Linked DNA regions of Mus musculus: regions 2 and 3 are each linked to region 1. Evidence: chromatin contacts called from public Hi-C and Micro-C data. All regions are on one chromosome and are shown on one strand. The core of a region is the stretch at or near the end of the contact, and the rest is flanking DNA. Distances in the headings are between cores, read along the strand shown.

Region 1 (3,760 bases), core at 1,164-3,663:
TTTCAGCATGTCTCCAAAATCTCAGAATGTACCATTTGGGGATTGTTGCTAGACTTTGGAATAAGAATAAAGAGCTTTAAAATGAAGGTCCTTCTAGGCCAGGGCTGTACCCACCTTAAAAGCATACAAATAGCCTTTCCTTAAGAAGGCAAACAGACTTCATTTTATAGCCCCTACTTTTTGTAGGGTTCTAAGCTTTGTTTTATTGTAAATATGTAACGTATACAGGATGCTTTGGTATTTATGTATGTAGCAAAGTGATTACTCGTCAAATAGTATCTGTCACTCCTTTTAAACAAACACTGTTGTAAACTCTTCTGTGGTTGGTAATCTGTTCCTACATGTTGAAATGAAAGAACCCTCGAGGTTAGATGACTAGGGATCTAAAACCAGTGGTTTGTCAAGCATCTAACGCTCACTTCATCTCAGCCCTGGAGGAAAGAATTGAATGACTGTGGATCTGAAAGCAACCCCCTCCAAAGTTCCCCATGATTCTTCTCCCAATTAGATGAGCCATTGCTAAGATCAATGGCTGTGTTTTGCAGTGACTTACAAAGTTTCAGCTAGGTTCCTAGTGAGCAGCTGAGCAAAGGAGTCAGACCCAGACACGGAGCAGGCTTCCTTTGAAAGAACCAACACGGAAGGGGAATGAGAGAAAGCCTGGCTTGTTACATTTCAGTCAGATAAGAAAATGTAGGTTGTGTGCAGAGGGTGGAGTCAGTAATAAATATCTAACATTCATTCATTGAATGCTGACTCTGTTCTGTTGGGGTGTGGGGTGAGCGCGTCCCAAGGATTAGCTCTTCAAGTGATGAGGGGAAGAAAAGTTAAACTAACCAATAAAGTGAAATTAGGAGAAGAAGGTGGAGGAAGAGGGTAGAGGGGGAAGGGGAGGGGGAGGAAGAGAAGGAGGAAGAGAAGATCACATGTATTGGCAGGTTGCACTGTCACTCCTGATTTTGAAAATAATACTTTATTAGATTATAATCATTATACTGCATGATGGGTTTCATAATGACATTCTCACTCAAGTATGTCATTAAATGTGCTTAAATTTCCAGACTGGGTTTCCCAGACCTTTAGTGTCTTCTGCAGCCTGTGTCTCTTCCGTCTATTGTTATCTAATCTCCCCTTCCCAGCCACTCAGGAAAATTCACAGTTGGGTTCCCCAAAGTCCAGCTCTCTGGCAGTCTTCAGAAATAGTTCTCTCCACGTGTCAGAATTTCAGCAGTAAGTACATGTTGACTGGAACATTGAGCTGCATGCTTAAAAAAAAAAAGTCTCCCACTAAATTATACAACATGCAGCTGAGAAAATAACGGAGATGCTTAAAGAACGCATTCCATACATGTACTCGCAGGATATGCTTTTGGGAAAAGAACGCGAGCTTCCTTCCCCTGTGCTAAATAAGACTAGAGATAGATTGCTCCATTTAAGATTTCCATTAATTCCATTAATAAACTTCTCAGAATATGAAATGTCTCGAGAATGTAGTGAGGCTAAGATGAAAGCCGCATAATTCTCACTGGTGTCAGGCCTGGCACGCAGGAGAAGATATGCTAATGCGGCCGTTTGCCGCAGGGCTGGTGTTATTTATATAGTGCTAGCTGGGCAAGGCTGGCTCTGGAGTCTGGAGTGCCAAGAGCATTTGGATCTCCTGTGAGGTGTAGATGTGTGCGCGCCTGTGCGCAGAGCATAGGAATTGTGATTCCGAGACCTTGGGGAGGGGGTGGGGCAGGCCGCCCTCATTCACGTTTGTATCGAGTGTGTGGCTTCTGTTGAAGGTCTAGCCTTCTAGAGTTGTGTTTATTTGACATTCATTCTGGAGCACAGAAAGAAATGGCGATTTGGGGCGGGTGCTGCAGTAGGTCGTGTGTGACCCAGCGTTGTAAGGGGCTGTCATCCTAAAATTGGCAAACATGCCTCCTTGCCCCAGCTCCGTGACCATAAAAAGCTGCCTTATTTGAGTCTGGAAGAAGAACAGAAGGTTGTTCTGGAAGACAGGCAACCCTTGGGCTCAAGACCAGGAGTGGGGTGCCAGCCGCCAGGCACCTCGGAAACGAACAGAGGTCACGGAGAGCCGGTGTGCCCGGGGCGAGGTCCCTTGCGGCTGTGGGACTTGAGACTGGCAGACGACACTGTCCTCTCACTCCCAGCCAGTGCAGACTCCTTGGTGACCCCCGTCCCCCGCGCCCAGAGACCACCAGGGATCTTGCAGCGGCCCGGGTGTCCCTCTCCCCGCCCCTGCGTCTGTCCGGGCGGTGGCGACACGGCCCGGCTGGAGGGGGCGCTCGTGCGCAGGAGCGGCGCAGCAGGTGCCGCGGTTACCTCCACCTCGGCGGGGGGAGAGGGGGCGGGCCGGGGCGGGAGGCGGAGGCCGGCTCGGTGAGCCGAGAGCGCGGCCGGCTCCGCAGGCTGGCTGCGAGCTTGCGGCTTCCGGGAGCGCCCGAAGTCCGTGGAGGATCTCCCAACCCGCGGCCGCCGGCGGCCCCAGCACAACGCGCACCGGTGCCCGCAGGGCCCCGAGTCGCGACAAGGGCGCGGGTCCGGCTCCTCCTCCTCCCCGGCCGGCGCGCATCAGCGGAGAGCCTCGTAGCTAGGCGGGCGCCCGGGCCGCGGCGCGGATGAGCCGCGGCGGCTGAGGACTCGAACGGTTTCTGCCCGGCGCCCAGGGCACGGGGGTGCGCGGGTGACATGGGGGTGGCCTGACTCGCCGGGCCCGGAGCACTCTCTCCGGCCGCGGGCCCTCCTCCTCGGCGGCGGCGCTGTGCCCGGGCGCCCGCCGAGCTCCGCCGCGCTCTATGCGCCTCTGCGGGAGCCGCGGGCCCTGGCCATGGCGATAGACCGGCGGCGTGAGGCGGCGGGTAGTGGTGCCGGGCGGCAGCCGGCCCCGGCGGAGGAGAACGGCTCCCTGCCGCCCGGGGACGCGGCGGCCTCGGCGCCCCTCGGAGGGCGCGCGGGCTCCGGCAGCAGCGCGGAGATCCAGCCACTGCCTGCGCTGCACCCCAGCGGCGGCCCGCACTCGAGCTGCTGCGCGGCGACAGCCGCCCCGAGCCTCCTGTTGCTGGACTACGATGGCTCCGTGCTGCCCTTCCTCGGGGGCCTGGGCGGCGGCTACCAGAAGACCCTGGTGGTGCTCACCTGGATCCCGGCACTGTTCATTGGCTTCAGCCAGTTCTCGGACTCCTTCCTTCTGGACCAGCCCGATTTCTGGTGCCGCGGGGCCGGCAAAGGCACCGAGCTGGCGGGTGCCACTGTCACCGGCCGATGGGGTGACATGGGCAATTGGACCAGCCCCTCGGCCACCCCCTTCTCCACTGCCTCCTGGGGGACCACGAGCAACCGAAGCAACAGCAGCGACACACCACCCCTCCCATCCCCTCCAGGCAAGGGGAACAACGACTCAAATTGCGACTGCCACGCGTGGGACTACGGCATCCGCACTGGTCTCATCCAAAACGTGGTCAGCAAGGTAAGGGCCACGACCGCCGCGTCCCCGCGTTCTTCTTGTGAACCTTTTTCTTCTGACCTCGGTCGCCTCTGCTCTGTGCTCCATCTCTCATTCTCTGCAGACTTAGGTCCAAACCTACCCAGTTGAGGAACCCAAAATGTTAGCCTGTGTACGCACAACCCCGCATTGACTGGGCTCCCGGCTGTCCCTCAAAGGAGATGCTCTTACTTGGATGTGAAGCCAAGGCTTTTTTGCCGCCCTCTGCGGTGCCCGTGACGCTGCATCCGCTTCAAAGAGACCGACTTAGCC
Region 2 (3,790 bases), core at 315-2,814, 95 kb before region 1:
AGTGAACCTCACATAGGCAAGTCCCTGTATGCACACAGCAAGAAGTACATGTGACCTTGAACTGACTTTTCTGCCCAGGCTTCCTGGTCCTCTCCTCTGCCAGCCTCTCTATCTCACCACAGTGTGTAGAGAGACGACTCCAGCAGTCCAGCTACAGAGGCCTCTGAGAGACTTGATGTCACTAGCAATAAAGATCTAAGCCTCCCATTGTGTCACACTTGGCACATTTCTTCCATTAAATAACAAAGTCAGGGTTGATCCCTTCAGCAAATATCTGGTGATCACCTTCTTCATAGCAAATGACCCTAAAGGCAGCAGCAGAGAAACAACAAAAATACTGTAAGCTTGATGTTAGGGTTGTGACATGAAGCAGCAAGAACAACAAACAAAGAAGAGACTGACATGCCCACACACATGCCCTAGCCTGCTCTTGTTCCTGGTCCATGAAAATGGACAGTTGCTCTATTGTCCCCTGGGGCCTTAAATTTCCCAATACCTCTGTGTGAACAGAGCAACATACTTGGTCCGTCTCTTAAGAATAAGGGTGTTTTCACATTTAGGCTTTGTTTTGCAGGTGCACACATGGACAAGCATGCCTCCCCACACACACTTCCACCCCACCCCCCACCCCACCCACTTCTCTGAACAGCAGCAGCTGAGCCTAGTAACATATTCTATTTGGTGGGGGGACAGGCATGAAGGCTCACTGAAGCTTGGAGATTCCACCACACTCCAAGTATCTGTTTTTGCTGTTAAGACAAAAATCAATGGGTCCCCTTCACTGCTCCTATCTAGGGGAGACTTTGGTTTACCTGGGGGGAGTGAGGCCAGGCACCTGCAGACTCACTGCTCCATGAATCTTCAGAAGCTGCCGCAGGCTGACAGCATCTCTCCATGTAAATCTTTGTGCTTGGCTGAGTTGGCGAAGGTCACTGACAGAGGGGCTGGAGAATCCAACATCACTGTGTTTTCAGTGATCGGAGAAAGCAGAGTCTGTTACAGGCAGCAGGAGCTGCAGATTTCACCAACGTGGAAATTAGGAAATTGGAATCTTGCAGTTATGACTTCTGCAAGCATAACCAGAGGTAGACTTCGAACAGTGTGCCTGCTCCAGCGAGGAGCCATTGGGGGCTGGGGTGGAGTTTTCAAGGGTGTAGACTGTACCAAACCACAGGGGAGGTTTTGACTCCCCAGCCTCCTGACAACACATCTGACTGAGTGGTCTCAAAATTTACATAATTCCCTCATGACTCCCTTTCCATTTGTAAATGAACGTACTAATGTATTATGGGGAATAAATGTTTAATTCCTGGGTGAAGCTGCTATTAAGTTTAATCCACTATGACAGAAACAGTCCTTCCAATGCCCAAGTCCTCCCCTGACACACACACACACACACACACACACACACACACACACACACACACAGGGTCCGCACCACCACTCAATAGCCACATACTTAAAATAACTCCCTTTCCAAATCCTCAGTAGCCCTTTGTCCCACACCCTCAAGCACTTGAGGAAGTGATGTTTCTTCCCTCAATAAATCTGGACTGGAGGCCAGACCACAATGGAAGCAATCCTTTACAACCTCCAAGATGAGAACTTAAGGCACAGGCAGCTGCCATCCTCCCCTGAGCTGTTCTTTCTGGACACCATGCCCTCCCATAGCTCTGAGTCCTCAAAACGCAGGTACCTCCCATGTCAGGGCTGGCCACAGCTCCCCCCTCCCCCCCCCCCCCAGGCAGCAGTCTCTTCCCATCCCCCCAGGCTCATCCTTTTCTTCCCTCTTGTCTGAAGTTTTCGGAAGTCTTCTCTGCTGTTCTCTGTTGCTTTAAAAGATGACAACCCATGTGACTTAAGGGAGGAAGGGTTTATTTTTGTCTTACGGTTCAAGAGAACCCAGGCCATTGTGGTGGAAATGTGAGACAGCTACACATCCATGTGGAAGCAGAGAGATGGATCCCGGCACTCGGCTTTCTCCTCTTACTTAGGGATCCCAGCCCATGGAGTGGCCAAGTCACAATTAGGGCAGGCTTTCCCCCAGTTGGCTTGATGTAGAATCAGAAAATCTTTCATAGACATAGCATGCCCAGTGGTTTGCTTGCCTCGAGATTCTAGATCCTGCCAAGCTGTCGGCCAATATTCGCCATGGAATAGCATGAAGATTTCACAAAGGAGTAGTCAGCCAGTTTCTTTTTCTATTTGAGTGAACCAGTTCATACTCAAAAAGTTCTGCCAAGACTCCCAGGCTGCACTGAACCTTAAACCTGTCTACACATCATCCCCAGAAGCTTCTCTCTGCTGTTCCCACTGGTCCTCACAGGCAGAACTGGCTCCCACCCTTTGCTGTTTTGTTTTGTTTTGTGTGTGTGTGTGTGTGTGTGTGTGTGTGTGATATTACATATATTACATGTGCATGTGGAGGCCCCAGGTGGATGTCTGGAACTGTACTCTACCACTTTTCTATCTTATTCATTGGATCAGGGTCTCTCGATCAGACCCATAGCTCACTGATGCAGTCATATAACTCCAGAGATCCTAAGGCTCCCTTGTGTCCACCCTCTTAGACTGGAGTCGCAGGCAGGCCACTGCCCACCCAGCATTTGTGTGAGTTCTGGGGTTCTGAATTCCAGGCCTAGCTTATGGAGCCAACCCACCCGTAACCACTGAGCCATTTCCATTTCCGCTGTTTAGAGTGACTGTCTCTGGTCTTCTTAAGAAACAGAACAACCCAATCAGTGCTAGCGTCGGATTGATGCTGAATACAGGAAGCAAAGAGCAGCGACCAGAGAACTGCAGGCAGATAATGTGCTCTCTATCAGCATTTTGCTGTCAAAATTGGCAGAATTCTGCTCCTAAAATTCCTTTCCATGTGGATATAGATTTCATTTTTTTAAGATAATAAAAGAGAAAAAAAGTAGAATCTTACCTAAGAAAGAGAGGGAGGAAGGAAGGAAGGAAGGAAGGAAGGAAGGAAGGAAGGAAGGAAGGAAGGAAAGAAAGAAGGAAGGAAGGAAGGAAAGACCAGGTATACTCCCACAGAAGTTGTTACAACTGGCCAGGCCTCCTCACTCCAAACACTGTGTGCCCCCTCTTGGGCTCTCCTACCTGTCACAGGTGTTAAACAGGCTCCACCGGTGTCCCTAAAGGACTCCGTGAGGATGATTGTTTTCAAATCCTACTGTGCTGGGCCTGAAGGGGAAGATGTCTCCTGTAATAAAAACAAACAAACAAACAAACAAAAGCCAGCATAGAATAGAGAAAAACACAAATAAAGCTCGAACCTTGGTCCTGAACAGGCAAGAGTCGAGAATAGAAATTTTGTTTCTCTCACCAGCCATTTTCAGTGAGAACGTGCCTCTACTGCGATGTTAAGATTTAGGGGTTGGAATATGAACTAACCAGTACCCCCAGAGCTCCCTGGGACTAAACCACCAATCAAAGAAAACACATTGTGGGACTCACGGCTCTAGTTGCATATGTAGCACAGGATGGCCTAATCAGTCATCAGTGGGAGGAGAGGCCCTTGGTCCTATGAAGGGTCTATGCCCCAGTATAGGGGAATGCCAGGGCCAGGAAGCAAGAGTGGGTGGGTTGGGGAGCAGGGGGAAGGGGGAGGGGATAGAGGAATTTCGTAGGGGAAACTAGGAAAGGGGATAACATTTAAAATGTAAATAAAGTATCTAATTAAAAAAAAAAAAGATTTACAGGTTGGCCCTTTGGCCCTTAACCATAGCACCCCTTTCTTTATAAAAAGATGTAGGGATTCTATATGATCGATCTCTCT
Region 3 (3,821 bases), core at 368-2,867, 120 kb before region 1:
CATCAGATCAGGTTGAGGTTTAACCTAGTGGTAGGGTTCTTGGCTAGCAGTCACAGGGCTCTGGGTCCTAGCCCCAGAACCACAAGAAATCCACACTGAATGTACAAAGATATCCTTCCCCTACACACACACACACACACACACACACACACACACACACACACACACACACACACAAACATTGGCCACCATGTCTTCCCTCTCCAGCACAGGATAAGGTTCTAGGAAGACAGTCACTGCCGTTATACAGCTCCAGGCTCCAAGAGAGACAGAGGGAAAGAAATTCAGACTACCAGGTGTCAGTTGGTTTTAATTTACATTTTTGGCCTGTAATTCCACCTTTAGCCTTCGCCCTCTTCTCGTGTTCGCCAAAACCACAGGAACATTTCTGCTCTATGTTCTGGCACCTAACCCTTATCTCTGACTTACAAAGACTCACCAGCAATTCTTCTCCAGAAAGACCTGAGACTCGGGGATATTCAGCAACAGCCTGTCCCAGACAGACAGATACACATACACACACACACACACACACACACACACACACACACACACAGAGGCATGAGCATACACATGTATGCACACACACACAAATACACACACACAAACACACACACACAAACACACACACACACGCACACCACAGCCTTTCCAAACCCCATACCTTGTGCTACCTGTTTCATTTGTCCCAGTACTTCTTGTTCCTGTTTCTTGTCTGCCTAACTCTTGGCTGAGGAGGGAGGCTCAACATTCTTTTTATTTATACATCACATGCCTAGAATTACACTTGCCAATAAATAAATAAATACATAAATACATAAATACATAAATAAATGTTGCTCATGATATTTACGCCATTAATTTCAGACACATCTACATTTTAAAAAAATAAAATGCTCAGATATTCGCATAGAGAAACCTCAATATCCAATTTTCTTATTTACAGCTTATCAAAAGGCTCTATTTAGGATGCAAAGAGAAGCAAAAGGAAGTGGGGAAGGCGGTCCTTCTAGAAGGACATTGAAGAGCTTCCCCTCTGTGCTAATGAAAAGTTGAGACTACTCTATGGGGCCAGCTCTCATTTTTCAAAGCAAAGATCTCCTTCCATGCTATCAAGGGCTTGAGACCCCCTTCTGACTTTTGGAGCTGCCCTAGAGCTCCAGTTGCCATGTATTAAACATCATTTGGTCTTCAAAAGTGACACAATGACATCTCTTGGGGCAAGACATCTAACATAGTTGGGGGATTTGTATGTATTGAATAGGACTGCTGCCTTGGGCATGGGTTCCTGGTCAGTAGTGCTTTCTCAGAGGCAACATGCCCACTGATGTAGTGGACAAACTGTCCTCAGAGAAGGGCCTTCCAAAACCCAGCCCTGGTGTCCATTTGTTAAAAACGAAATGATTCTGTGAAATAAGTCAGGCACATAAAGACAAGAATGTTCCCAGCTACATGTGGAATCTGACAGATGAACATCAAGAAAATAGAATGGGACAGCGGTGCGTAAGACTTGGTAAGGGTATTGGAAGGAAGGAAAGAGCATAGACACAAGGAGATCACCTGAGTGGAGGGTAAGGTCCAGCCCACTAGAACTCAGTTGCAACAGTGGTTGACAATAATTAACTTGAGTATTTCAAAACAACCGGCAGCCAGAGATGTGACTGAATGTGTAAGGGAGGTTCATGGCTAAGACTGATGATCAGAGTTCCAACCAAGGGTGGAGAGAGAGAGAGAGAGAGAGAGAAAGAGAGAGAGAGACAGAGACAGAGACAGGGACAAAGAGACAGAGAGACAGACAGAGACAGAGAGACAGAGAGACAGACAGAGACAGACAGAGGGGGAAAGATGGAGAGACAAGGAGAGATAGAGATGACTTTAATCACTTGTCCACTGACATTTTTTACTGTGCATTTTGTGAATGTGATAGAGATGGGAAGCTCTAGTGTATGTGTGGAGGTCAGAGGGTAAAGTGTAGGAGTCAGTTCTCTCCTTCCTCCCTGTGGGTCCTGGTGATCCACCTCAAGTCCTCGGGCTCCAGGCAGACACCTTTACCTGCTGGACTGTCTCACAGGATTTTGAGTGCTCCCAACACAAAGAAATAATGAAATGTCTGCAGTTGGAACAGTTATCTAAAACCCCATCTGTCTCATGTTCCCAATCATCTCCCAGCAAGCTGGGGAGTATGGCTGCCCTGTGTCCTGTGTCCTGCTCCCAAGTAGCTGTCAAGGGTTTTGATGGAACCTTTTAGAGCAGAGAGAAACATAGAGAAAACTCGTGTCTTTGTAATTTGCTCTCTCTCTCTCTCTCTCTCTCTCTCTCTCTCTCTCTCTCTCTCTCTCTCTCTCCCTCTCTCTCTCTCTCCTGTCTGCCAGAAAATCCTCTTTGCTTTCATGGCCAGAGGGCAGGGATCGAAAGAAAGACACCCAAGGCCTTGTTGCTGATGCTCCTTAAACCTTCTGCAATTGTTCTCCACCCAGGCTATTAGGGAGGTTGGATGCATGTGACTGAAGCTCCCAGCAACCTCATGAGTGGTCTGTTCTGTGGTCAAGGAGGTTACAAAAACATCACATCATGAATGCAGGGTTGTGACAAGGACTGCTTCCAAAGCTCCTGCTATCTCTGCTTTATCTAGACACAGGGAGGAGGGCTCTACCTTGAGAACAAGCAAATTCTTCCAGAAGGCATTACTCTGTGAGTGGCAGTCTTTTTCAGGCAGCTGGTAGACTTTCTGTGGCCCAGAACGGATCTTTGTGTTCTGAATTCTGGGGTGACCAGCTTCAACTCTTGGTCACAGACAGTGGGGGCCTCCCTGCCAGGCTGGCTGCTTATGCAGTTATTTAAAACAGAGCAGCTGCAATAGAGTCACCACTTGGAAACTGTCCAAATTCAGACCTAGCAGGTCAGAAACTCCAGCAAGTCCTGCAGGGGATTCTCATGCACACTAATGGCTGGGGAAACATACTGACATAGTCTGGCAACTAGAACAAAAACTGAGCTTGGAGGGTCGGGTACCTCCCACTCTACACTGTGCTGACTTCCTGATTACTAGCATTTGTGGATGGAGGGCTAGCCAGGGCAGGCCAAAGTCCCCAGGGAATGGTCAACACAGAGTATTGGACAAACACCAATGCTGCAGACTTGAGATGGGTCAAGGTAAGCCATGTGATAGAGATCAAAGGGCAATGACCCCTTGGGGACTGTGAGTAGAGCTGCAGAGCAACCTGAGCCACCTGTGGCTTGGGCAGGACACAGTGTCTCTGACACTGTTGGTCCTCAGCCAGGACAGATAGAAAAATGCCAGAATTTCATGGCAGACAAGCATGCCTGCATCTTTCTGTGTTTTCCTCATCTGGAAATGGAAAAGTCTCGCTGTGCCCTGTCCACTGCAGTGGTTTGTGGGAAGTAAGGGCAGAGGAGTGAAAGCTGCCAGAATTCCTCAAGTTGGAATAGCAGGTTGACAGCAGGGAGGCCATTTCAGCAGACATCTGTGTGCAGGGTAGTGGCGTCCATGACAGTTGCCATGCGATGAAACATACAGAGCCAAGAATGGCATGCTAGGACTGTGTTTGTTGCATAGCACGGTGCAGAGAGAACTGGCTGACTCAGCAAATACTGCATCTTAGGCTACAAGACACTGTCTGAAACAACATGACACTGACCAGACTGTTCTGGCACAGACCAGAGGAGCAAAGGACAAGGACAATCTAGAAGGCAGTGCCCAGTGGGAGTTGTTATAGCTCCACGACCTCGTGTGTGACAGGGTGACCCATTAGAGTGATAGCAACAAGATTCAGGTACAAGAAGGGAGTAGTTTAGGCTTC

The links. Hi-C and Micro-C count contacts between places; a contact is called where the count stands out from the background.
Region 2: a contact with region 1 is called in a Micro-C map of trophoblast stem cells, with 4 times the contacts expected there. The contact joins the enhancer-like site here to the promoter of Slc22a23 in region 1. A contact is called at or near these places in 5 of 39 promoter capture datasets (the 3T3-L1 cell line, hippocampal neurons, liver and 1 more), 4 of 484 Hi-C or Micro-C datasets (the C2C12 cell line, epidermal suprabasal cells, liver and 1 more), 3 of 115 datasets of contacts at active chromatin or transcription factors (embryonic stem cells and neural progenitor cells) and 1 of 9 other capture datasets (adipose tissue).
Region 3: a Hi-C map of liver shows a contact between it and region 1, with 5 times the contacts expected there. The contact joins the enhancer-like site here to the promoter of Slc22a23 in region 1. A contact is called at or near these places in 7 of 39 promoter capture datasets (the 3T3-L1 cell line, 3T3-L1-derived adipocytes, hippocampal neurons and 2 more), 13 of 484 Hi-C or Micro-C datasets (the C2C12 cell line, the HL-1 cell line, cerebral cortex and 5 more), 8 of 115 datasets of contacts at active chromatin or transcription factors (embryonic stem cells, hepatocytes, kidney and 4 more) and 1 of 9 other capture datasets (adipose tissue).

What each region holds. Positions count from the first base shown.
Region 1 is chr13:34,343,871-34,347,630 of GRCm38.p6, reverse strand. Slc22a23 (solute carrier family 22, member 23) reads left to right here and starts at 2,413. Exons shown (of 10, transcript NM_001382849.1): 1 at 2,413-3,472. The coding sequence starts at 2,834.
Region 2 is chr13:34,438,140-34,441,929 of GRCm38.p6, reverse strand. No RefSeq gene overlaps it. Among named protein-coding and RNA genes, the nearest start is that of Gm40908, 42 kb to the left of the region's middle. Within about 2 kb of position 1,564, at least 11 of the 459 cell types and tissues checked have an H3K27ac peak or open chromatin away from gene starts, as enhancers often do. A contact at or near this core is called in trophoblast stem cells, where this site is marked.
Region 3 is chr13:34,462,182-34,466,002 of GRCm38.p6, reverse strand. The region is part of intron 2 of Gm40908 (a long non-coding RNA gene); the gene reads left to right. Among named protein-coding and RNA genes, the nearest start is that of Gm40908, 18 kb to the left of the region's middle. Within about 2 kb of position 1,617, at least 40 of the 459 cell types and tissues checked have an H3K27ac peak or open chromatin away from gene starts, as enhancers often do. A contact at or near this core is called in the C2C12 cell line, hepatocytes, kidney and 4 more, where this site is marked.